3 separate regions of the Mus musculus genome follow, and all the other regions are linked to region 3. A link is a contact called in public HiChIP or PLAC-seq and Micro-C data. All regions are on one chromosome and are shown on one strand. Each heading gives the region's core, a stretch centred on a gene start, on an enhancer-like site or on the middle of the called end of the contact. The rest is flanking DNA. Distances are from core to core; before and after follow the strand shown. Region 1 holds the start of Fzd5 (frizzled class receptor 5). Region 2 overlaps Ccnyl1 (cyclin Y-like 1). Region 3 overlaps Plekhm3 (pleckstrin homology domain containing, family M, member 3).

Region 1 (3,020 bases), core at 208-2,707, 200 kb after region 3:
TTAGCTGTGATGTCTGAGATTAAACACGGAGTTTCATTAGCCTCCACAACGCCTTGCTGATAAACTGAAGATGGCTTTTCAGCCCGTACAGACGGCACAGAAGACAATAACAACCCAACAGATCTCAGTCAGTGAGGCCAGTTCAGAGTCCTTCAAGTACTCCTATGCCCTCCCCTACTTCAAATCCCTCCCACTCCCCTCCCCCAGCGGAAGGAGGAGTGAAGGAGCAGTCTACAATTTAAAGCCTCTTCATAAGCGTGTGAACGAATTTCAAGCATGCTAAACACCTCGGTCTCCCAGCCTAATTAGAACTCGTAGAAGAGAGGCATTTGTGGGACATTTAAAACTTGGAGTATACTAACCCATCAGGAGAGCGCCACTGCGTGTCCCTGCGTTGACTGTGCGCAGCAGGTCTTTTCACGGTTCCCACTGCCCCAGTACGCCCCGGTTATCCGGTCTCAACCTCGCCAGAGTGCACAGCAGCCAACCCTGGGGGACCAAGCACCCTGAGCTGTACACTGCTCCAGTTCAAGAGTTTTTCTCTGTGGGCAAATTCGGATCTGCCAGGGATTATAAACCGCAACTGCTAAGGACTAACGTCTCTAGAGACTTCCAAAACTGGAAAGAAATTCATTCTCTTGTCACAAGGACAAGATTTTGTTATATATAAAAGGGCAAAGCCTGGGAAATATCGATATTTCTAAGGGAGGGGTGAGTGGTAAAGATTGTGAACTCTGCTGCCCAGCTTCTGGTTTGGGATTCCAGGTCAGAGCGCCTATTGTGTGCCAGGAGCTCGCACAGGGAGGGGCACAAGTTTGTCAACGTCTCTGCTGTCTTGTTAGCTCAGCTGTGTAGGTCAAGTTCTGAGGTGTTCTGGCCTCAGAATCCTACGGTATCCAGATCGCGTATCAAGGTGTAAACGATTAACTAACACGAGGTTGCTCATTAAGTACTAGCACGTCTGTCACCTAGCACAAGGCAGCTTAGAAAGAGGACAGGTGGCACAACCGAATTGACCTCTCATCCCTTTAAACAAGCGCCAGACCTCGATAAGGACACTCAGCTGGAGAGAGGTGGCCTGGTGGAGGCCCTGGAAGCCGGCGTTCAGAGAACAGAGCCCTCAGGAAAGTGAGCACCATCCTGGTGAACCACCGCAGAGAACTCCAGAAGGACTTGGGGCCAGGTTTCCCGCCCGGGTTCTCTGGGAGGACTCATTAGCATTGACCCCGCCCTCGTAACTTCCCGGTCCACTATTGGCCGACGCTCTTCCGCTGCCCGCTCCGGGCGGGGCCGCGGGGCGCTCGCGGAGAGGCCAGGACAGCGGGGCGGTGGGCGGGGACCCGGAGAGCGATTCGTGGGACGGCCCAGCTCGGGGCAGGGCGGGAGGGGGCGGGAGGGGCGGTCCCGGGGCGGGGCCTCCCGGCGGGCATTAGAGGCAGGTGACCCGGGCGGGGCGGGAGAGGGCAGTCAGCCTGCGGCCGCGACTTGTCCTCTGCCGTCGCGCACAGCTCGGAGCTCCCTGGAGGTGGGCGAAAGAGTGCGAGAGCGCGGGGGAGGAGCCGAGCGGGGCGCGTCCCGAGAGCGCCGCCACCGCCCCCCGGAGTCTGCTGGAGCGCGGAGCCCCCTGCAGGGGAGGCGGCGAGCGGCTGGCGGGACGCGGCGGCGGGTGCGGACTATGCAGTCCCCGCCCGACCAGCGCTGGCTGCTCGCTGTGCTGTGAGGTGGCGGGGTCCCCTCCGGCTGCCGCACCCCTCCGCGCAGTTCAAGTGCTGCCCGGCGCCCTTGCCCTTCGTCCCGGCCCCGGGACGCCGGTGGAAGGCACGGCCTGCCCCTGCCTTGCTCTGCCCGAATCATGCAGGGGGCCCCGAAGGAAGAGAAGGCGAGTGACCGGCCCGCGCCGCCCATGGTCGAGGGGCGCCCTGCTCTCTGAAACGCCCTCCACCTGCTGCCATGTGTCGCCGCCACAGGTACCTAGCTTGTCGTTAAACTTTCCCAGCTCTGGCCCGATTCGGAGTCGCGCGACTGAGGAGCCCGGCTGGTCGCAGACATCTGCCGCCCAGCAGGATCCTCCGAGGTGAGAGCCCGCGTCTTCCCAGTTCACCCGGTTCCTCTGCCCCCATCTCGGGGACTGAGCTCTCTGGCCCCAGGCACAGCCTGCAGGGCCGGGCCAGAAAAGAGAGGCGGGCGCGGGCAGTGGGGTGGAGGGGGTGGGGGCGTCTGAAGTTTGGTTCTAGGAGGAGGGGAGGAAAGGAGTTAATCTTGAGATTGGAGCTGGTTTGCGGAGACCAAGTGGTTGGCGCTCCTCTAAGAGGAGTGGTTGCGATTTTTCTTTTCCCCTACCTTCTCTTTTAAGAGTTCTGTCCTTGGAGTCGGAGCCCTAATCATCCCTCCAGCCCTATCTGGTGTGGAACTGAGTGCTGCCGGCGGAGGCAGCGCCTTCCAGAAACAGTTTATCTTTGGACGGATTTCTTTAAGAGAAAAAGAAACCAACAGGTTGCCAGCCCGGGCGTCACACTCAAGACTCCGGAGAGGGAAGCCCCGGCCGCAGATTCGTCGGCCAACGCAGACCCTCTCAGGCAGCGGGAGGCAAAGGGAAGAAGGAGACGATGGCTCGACCCGACCCGTCTGCGCCTCCCTCTCTTCTGCTGCTGTTGCTGGCGCAGCTGGTGGGCCGGGCAGCGGCCGCCTCCAAGGCCCCGGTGTGCCAGGAAATCACGGTGCCCATGTGCCGAGGCATCGGCTACAACCTGACGCACATGCCCAACCAGTTCAACCATGACACGCAGGACGAAGCAGGCCTGGAGGTGCACCAATTCTGGCCGCTTGTGGAGATCCACTGCTCACCGGACCTGCGCTTCTTCCTGTGCTCTATGTACACGCCCATCTGTTTGCCTGACTACCACAAGCCGCTACCACCGTGCCGTTCCGTGTGCGAGCGCGCCAAGGCCGGCTGCTCGCCGCTCATGCGCCAGTACGGCTTCGCCTGGCCCGAGCGCATGAGCTGCGACCGCCTCCCTGTG
Region 2 (3,359 bases), core at 73-2,572, 220 kb after region 3:
TTGTACCTCACAGTTTCTGTTATAAATGCTCAGATTAAAAGTGGGGACAGCAAGAGTAAATAGACAATGAATGACTCAGCCTCAAGCTAAACCTTACAGAAGACTAGATGCTCTGAGACATCAACACAGGCAGATCCTTTCAAAAGCCCCTTAAAAGGGGAGGAGGCTTTTAAAAAGTAATAGCATATATACTGTACTATGCTGTCCTTGCAAAGGTCACCAAAACCAACAAGAAAAATAATTTATCAAGCATATTATTAAACATATTATAACAAGACCTACCAATTAATGATGGAAGCTATGAACTGCTGTAAAGTTAGAGATAAGAATGTAGTTTTATGACTATTTCCACTGCTTAAGTAGCTGCTTAGTTAACTTATTCTTTTGAACAGAAATACAATATAACAAAACACATACATGGTGGAAAGTTTTAAGAACTTTAAACAAGACTGGGCGGAGGTGGCACACGCCTTTAATCCCAGCACTCGGGAGGCAGAGTCAGGTGAATTTCTGAGTTCGAGGCCAGCCTGGTCTACAGAGTGAGCTCCAGGACAGCTAAGGCTATACAGAGAAAAACCCTGTCTTGGAAAACAAACAAAAAAGAACTTTAAACAAGAGTTTTAAACAGCCTTTAAAAACATTCTTTAAGTTTTATGTAAAACTTTATAGTAGCAAATTAAGAGTACTAGAAAAATGGTTCTGAAAGCATTCCAAAACCTTATATACTCACATGTCCTCAACCGTAATGTCCTTGAGGATCTGGCAGTAGTCTACATTCCATACAGCCTGGTCATCCCAAACCTTGGAGGCAAGAAGAATGGCTCCCAGAACAATTCTTTTCCAGTTGGTGGGACAAATGTCGATCTCAGCATAAGTTAGGAGCCTCTCTAAGTAAACCTGAGGAATAGAGAGCTGAGCTTTAGTTCATGGTGTGTGCTGAATGTGTGGATGACAGGCCTCCTCTGTGCTTCCCTAGGCAGGTCTTCAGAGACTCTGCTCTACCTAAGCAAGAGGCTAGATCTAAAGCTGCCCACTCGGCCCATTCATCAGAACAAGGACTGTCACTAGTTAAGGGCATCCTGAAGAGTGAGTGATACTGGTGTCATTTTCATGCTTGCAGAGCAGCAAACAGGCTCAGTGCAGATTCAGGCTGTTCATTAAACCCAAGTTTCTCACATGTAATTTTACAGGCATGCTAATGCTGGGCTTAAGTGTATAAAAACCAAGCTACCCTGAGATTATTTAAACCTTTCCCAGTTCACAGTAACCCTGTGTGGAACTAGGACAAGAGAGCCTCCCAGTGGCTGCTGGGTAGAGCAGCATCACAGGCACTGTGCCATCACAGAGCCACCTGCACCTAAGGATGGTCCTTTACACAGTCATTTCCCCTTCTCTGCTCTCACTTCCTAAAAGCCATTTTCTCTCTTACATAATCTGAAATTTCATTAATTCCCTTGCCTTTAATCACTGCACAGACTGAAGCAGGCAGATCATGAGTGTTTGCTTTGTTAGACAGGGTATCACTATACATACAGCTCAGGCTGGCCCTGAACTCCTGTTATGACTGTTTTCTGACGCGGTTTTAAATCTCCTCTAGATTAGTGACCACCCTAGAGACAATGCAAGTGCTATGCTAATGCAAACAGTCCCGTTTGGAGGACGGCAAGAGAAGCTCCCCAACAAGTATTTATGATCTTTAATTGGTAGAAACTAGATGTCAAGTTCAGCTGTGGAAGGCAGCCCATATATGGTATGAAGTGCTTTTTATCAAGATAAAAAAGGCAAAAAAGGAATTTACTTGTAAGAGATAATCACTATTTTTTTAAGGTCATTAGACTAACGGCTCAGATTTCGTAATGTTCTTCAAACTCAATTTTTTTTTCCCAAACACAAATGTCTGCCAAATATGACACGTTCTCTATGAGTTTATCCTCCAGCCCCCATACTTGGAACTCTCAACTATCTGAGGAATGAATCTTTCTCTCAGGACACCCCGGCTGTTCCAGAAGTAGTCAGAGAGCAGTGGCGCACTGGCAAACCGTGGCTGCCCTTACTGACAGGTATGGTAGGTCCTGGTCCTCAGTAACACTTGTCCTGTGTCACTGCAAGAGAGGACTTGGTTTTCTTCAAACCAAAGCCAACTCTTGTGTTTTGTGGGTCTGGCTCCATTCCACTGTGCACAGCATCTCAGCCAGAGATTAGTTCAATGTCAATGTCTGGTTGCTCTGTTCAGCTCAGCTCAGCAGCAGATCACGAACATGCCAGCCCACCTCCAGCCAACCACTTAGTGCACCCACTTGTTTCTGTCTCTGGCTGCTATCACTATTCTGAAACAGCTCTTGCCAAGCCATTCATCAGTGCCTTCACTTAGAGATTCAGACCTCTTTACCTCTCCACCTGCCTGGTTGTAGAAGCTTAAACTCTGTTATCCTTCTCCAGTCTGCAAGCAACACCTGTCTGTTATTGGCAATCTAACAAATCTCTATCCTGGGCATTTTTCACTGCTTGCACATACCATTGTACAGCTTCCTAACGTTCTACTTGCCTCTCTTCTGACCTCCAATTATAGTCTATCTCTCCAAAAACAGGTAGAAAAGCCTCCTAAATTAATGTCACTTTCCCCATGCTCAAGACTTAGCAATAGTCACTAACCAACCTGGAACCTCCCTCCCTGTGAGACTGACCCCTAATTTCCCTTAGTCCTTACTCCCCCCACATGGCCATCCTACTTTCCTTGAGTACATGGAATGTTCTTTCATCACAGACTTACCCAGAGGATCTCCATCTCACTAATGCTGCGACCCTTTAATGCAGGACCCATAACCATAAAACTGTTTTTGCTGCTACTTGATAACTCTAATTTTGCTATTGTTATGAATCATAATATAAAATATTTTTGGAGATAGAAGAGGTCACGACCCAAAAGTTGAAAATCATTGGTCTGGCACTGCTCCACTGCCTATAACACCTAAGCTTCTTGCTTCCTCTTTGCAGTTAGGCTGCTGTTTAAATGCCACTTCTCTAAGGAGGTATTCTGCTCATTTATCTAAAACAAAAACTCTCCAGTTGTTTTTACCATGCTTAATTTTCATGGCTAAAAGCAACTATCTGCAAAAACACCCGTGGTCTTCCTTACCAGGACATCATCTCAAGGCAAGACTTCCATCTCATGTGCTCGCTCTCACATTCTTTCTCTCTCTCTCCTCTCTCTCTCTCTCTCTTTCTCTCTCTCTCCCACCCTCCCTCCCTCTCCCCTCCCTCTGCCTGGTGCTACAACAGAGGTGTGGAGCGCTTGAGGCCTCTTTCAGCATTTGCCTGGTGGGAGTGCCTTACCATTGTGGGAGTGTCTTATCTTGCCT
Region 3 (3,026 bases), core at 396-2,895:
AAAGAAGGCAGTTCTGCAACTTTACTTGACATTCAGCAGATCAGTTCTCATCCACATTGACAGTCTGTAGATTTTTGAGTGTGGTAACAGGCGTGTAAGTTACCAGCCTGTAGAGCTTGTTTGGGGAATCCTCATCTTTATTACATTTTCTGGATAGGCATACTCAGATGCCATATGGAACATTCCTTATTCCCTTGGCCCAGATGGCTTTATTGAGCCTGATGTCAATGCACACATCTGGGATCCCCATTTCCCTTATAGCAAACTTCCGAATTTCTTTGCGTGCCCGAGAAGCACACTTCTTGAAGCCCACTCCATGGGTGCGCTTGTGAAGGAATGTTGATGGTGTATTCTCGGGTCACCACCTCGTTGATGGCAGAACGGTCCTTCTTCTCACCACCCTTCTTTGCGGTAGCCATTCTGCCCGGCCCAAGTTGGAAAAGCAAGACTAGCTCTTAACGAACACAGATGAGTGTCTGTACTAATGCTCATCTTCTCTGTATCACTGTCATGTTACTTCCTGAGAAACAGGACACTCATAGGCATGAAGGAATTCCCCGGAGGATAGAGGAGGTAGAATCCCGCCATCACAGAATGAAGTCCAGACATACACATCTTAAAGTAAAACATCTAATGACCACATGGGTGTCAGATATGTTTTTAGATACGAATAAAGATTGTACACACACACACTTGTACCTATATCTGTTTTATATATTTTATGTATGTTTAATAGATTATATGCATACACACATGCACCTGTATCTGTTTATTGGTTTTATGTATGTTCAATAGATTGTATGTACACTTGCACATGACAAATGAAGATGCTACTGTCTAGAAAGAATATTCAAATAGGACTCAGGAGTCATTTCCAAGCTCTACTCCTGTCTCACTGTACAAATTTGGAAAAACCTTTTATTGTCTCTTTAAAAACTTAGCAAGACAGATTGAATTATCTCCGCAGTCCTTCCCAGCCCTAAAACTGTATCATTCTAGGATGTGCTTGAATGGTGTGGGAACTAATTGCTATATTCAGATCAATGATTAAGATAATTTAATAACTGAAACAAAAGTATGGTTAGAATTTTTTCACAAGTGAGAGATTTCTGTGTAACTTTTAAGTCTACTGCTACATGAACTGCAGTGGTAACTTTTTAAATGAAAAAAAAATTAAAGGAATCTTTTATATTCGCTGTAGAGTCCCGAATCTCAACCAACTACCAGAGTGGAACTTGCTCTCCTCCCTGACTGTGTCACATTTTCATCTGCTGGGTAAGGGCAGTGGTCAGCTGGGCTTTTGTTTCTGTAGGTGCCGCTCTGGTGACCCGGCATGCTCCTGGCCCTGTGTTTTCTTGTTCTGAGTACTTTAGGAGAAGGTCTCAAGCAGAGATTTTCTTTACGGCTAGACAAACCACCGCAGTCTAGTCCTTTATCCTGAGCTTCATGCCACTGCTTCAGTTCTCTTTCCCCATCTCTCACTTAAAAAAAAAAAAAAAAAAAAGGCAAATTTGGGACTTGAACTAAAATGACTGCTTTTTCAATTATGCCATTTCTTAAAAGCCCTGGAGCCAGGAGAGATGGAAATATTCATGTGGGTTTAGAATAAGTGAGGTCACCAGGACACAGTGTCTTGCTGAATTTGTGATTCACCCTCTCACAGATTAGTCAGTGTAAAAAAGTTGCTAAAATAGGTCACAGGAAGTTGATTGTGTATGGTCAAAATTTCCACTGGTTAATGATCCCTTTTTGGCCATGGCAGCCATAGGAGACCCAGTGCGCTTCACTGACAGCCTGTATTCCAATTCCTAACACTGCTGTAAGAGCCCCCTGAAAATGGAGTGTTTGAGGGTCTTTGTGGGTGTTCTTTTAGTGCACTTTATTCTCTTTTGACTAGAAAAACGGTGCTTATTAATTTTTCAAACTTCTAGGTTATCTTTCTAAAGCATAGGTCTTTGTGCTACTGTGTTCATAGAAAGGAACTCTATAGGGCTGGAGAGATGACTTAGAGGTTAAGAGTACTGGTTGCTCTTGCAGAGGACCTAGGCTTGATTCCCAGCACCCATACAGTGGTTTCCTGTTACGCGTGTTCCAGGAGATCTGTTGCCCTCTCTGACGTCTACAGGGGCCACACTCACACAGTAAACAGACATATTTATAGGCAAGGAATACAATAAAAATAAAAGTATACAATTGAAACAAACTAATCGCGGCTGTCACTTGTGACTCTGTGTGAACTTTATGAAGCATTTGGAATCTTTTCAGCCTTATCACCTTTGTTGTTCCTTGCCGAGATGTTTTGCCATTTTTCAATGGACCTTGTGCTTCCTGGTCCCTGGCTTTTGCCCAAGCTGTGTCTTTATAACGGAGATTCTCCATGTCTTTTTTGCTTTACATAAATCCTTCATTATCTTTCAAGGACCAACTCAAATGCCACATTGTCCCTCAGACTCTTCCAGTTTGTTTTTTCTCCCCCTTTTCCAGTACCCTGTGTTTTTTTTTCTTCCATAAACACTTATTCTGTTGTATATTATAGTTAATTACTTTCTACCAATCCTTTATCTTAGACCAGAAGCCCTTTAAAAATGTGAACCATATTATAGAAAACTTTGTACTGGACCAAGTATGAGCACACGAGTTCCATGTATGTATATGTGAAAGGGAGAATATATGTGAGTGTATGTGAATGTGTATGTGTGTATGAGTGTATGTGTGTGTATGTATCTGTAAATATGTGTGATTATGTGTGAGTGAGTGTGTGTGTGTGTGTGTGTGTGTGTATGTGTGTGAGTGCGAGTGTGTGCGCGCATGTGGAGGCCAGAGAGCCCCATTAGATGTCTTCCTCTCTTACTCTTTCTGAGGTAGGGTTTCATTTTTATCCTGGCTCTTGCTCATTCTGCTGGACTGGCTAGCCAGCAAGCTCGGGGGAACAACCCTTTTATCTCAGCTTCCCCAGAGCTGGGTTTACAGATACCTGCTGCCATACCTGGCTATTTGCATTCGTATAAAGGATTGAAGTCAGGTCT

What was found. HiChIP or PLAC-seq counts read pairs in DNA pulled down with a chosen protein or histone mark. A called contact is a pair of places that touch in the nucleus more often than the background predicts.
Region 1: a contact with region 3 is called in a CTCF HiChIP or PLAC-seq map of the NIH/3T3 cell line, with 11 read pairs. The contact joins the promoter of Fzd5 here to the enhancer-like site in region 3. A contact is called at or near these places in 13 of 39 promoter capture datasets (the C10 cell line, the HPC-7 cell line, Sertoli cells and 8 more), 3 of 15 datasets of contacts at CTCF or cohesin (the NIH/3T3 cell line, large pre-B cells and stem cell-derived epiblast-like cells), 54 of 484 Hi-C or Micro-C datasets (the AML12 cell line, the C2C12 cell line, CD8 T cells and 40 more), 42 of 115 datasets of contacts at active chromatin or transcription factors (the HPC-7 cell line, the NIH/3T3 cell line, T-cell acute lymphoblastic leukemia and 31 more) and 4 of 9 other capture datasets (adipose tissue, liver, macrophages and 1 more).
Region 2: a Micro-C map of granulosa cells shows a contact between it and region 3, with 2.8 times the contacts expected there. The contact joins two enhancer-like sites. A contact is called at or near these places in 2 of 15 datasets of contacts at CTCF or cohesin (the NIH/3T3 cell line and large pre-B cells), 99 of 484 Hi-C or Micro-C datasets (the 63-12 cell line, the AML12 cell line, the AtT-20 cell line and 63 more), 17 of 115 datasets of contacts at active chromatin or transcription factors (the HPC-7 cell line, bone marrow-derived dendritic cells, bone marrow-derived macrophages and 9 more) and 4 of 9 other capture datasets (adipose tissue, embryonic stem cells, liver and 1 more).

The regions. Positions count from the first base shown.
Region 1 is chr1:64,736,187-64,739,206 of GRCm38.p6, reverse strand. Fzd5 (frizzled class receptor 5) reads left to right here and starts at 1,457. Exons shown (of 2, transcript NM_022721.3): 1 at 1,457-2,074; 2 at 2,354-3,020. The coding sequence starts at 2,607.
Region 2 is chr1:64,715,669-64,719,027 of GRCm38.p6, reverse strand. It overlaps Ccnyl1 (cyclin Y-like 1), which reads right to left. Exons shown (of 10, transcript NM_001097644.1): 8 at 731-897. Among named protein-coding and RNA genes, the nearest start is that of Fzd5, 20 kb to the left of the region's middle. Within about 2 kb of position 1,322, at least 37 of the 459 cell types and tissues checked have an H3K27ac peak or open chromatin away from gene starts, as enhancers often do. A contact at or near this core is called in granulosa cells and muscle stem cells, where this site is marked.
Region 3 is chr1:64,931,795-64,934,820 of GRCm38.p6, reverse strand. The region is part of intron 2 of Plekhm3 (pleckstrin homology domain containing, family M, member 3); the gene reads left to right. It also overlaps the pseudogene Rpl31-ps24. Among named protein-coding and RNA genes, the nearest start is that of Gm51627, 23 kb to the left of the region's middle. Within about 2 kb of position 1,645, at least 21 of the 459 cell types and tissues checked have an H3K27ac peak or open chromatin away from gene starts, as enhancers often do. A contact at or near this core is called in the C2C12 cell line, the NIH/3T3 cell line, the STO cell line and 6 more, where this site is marked.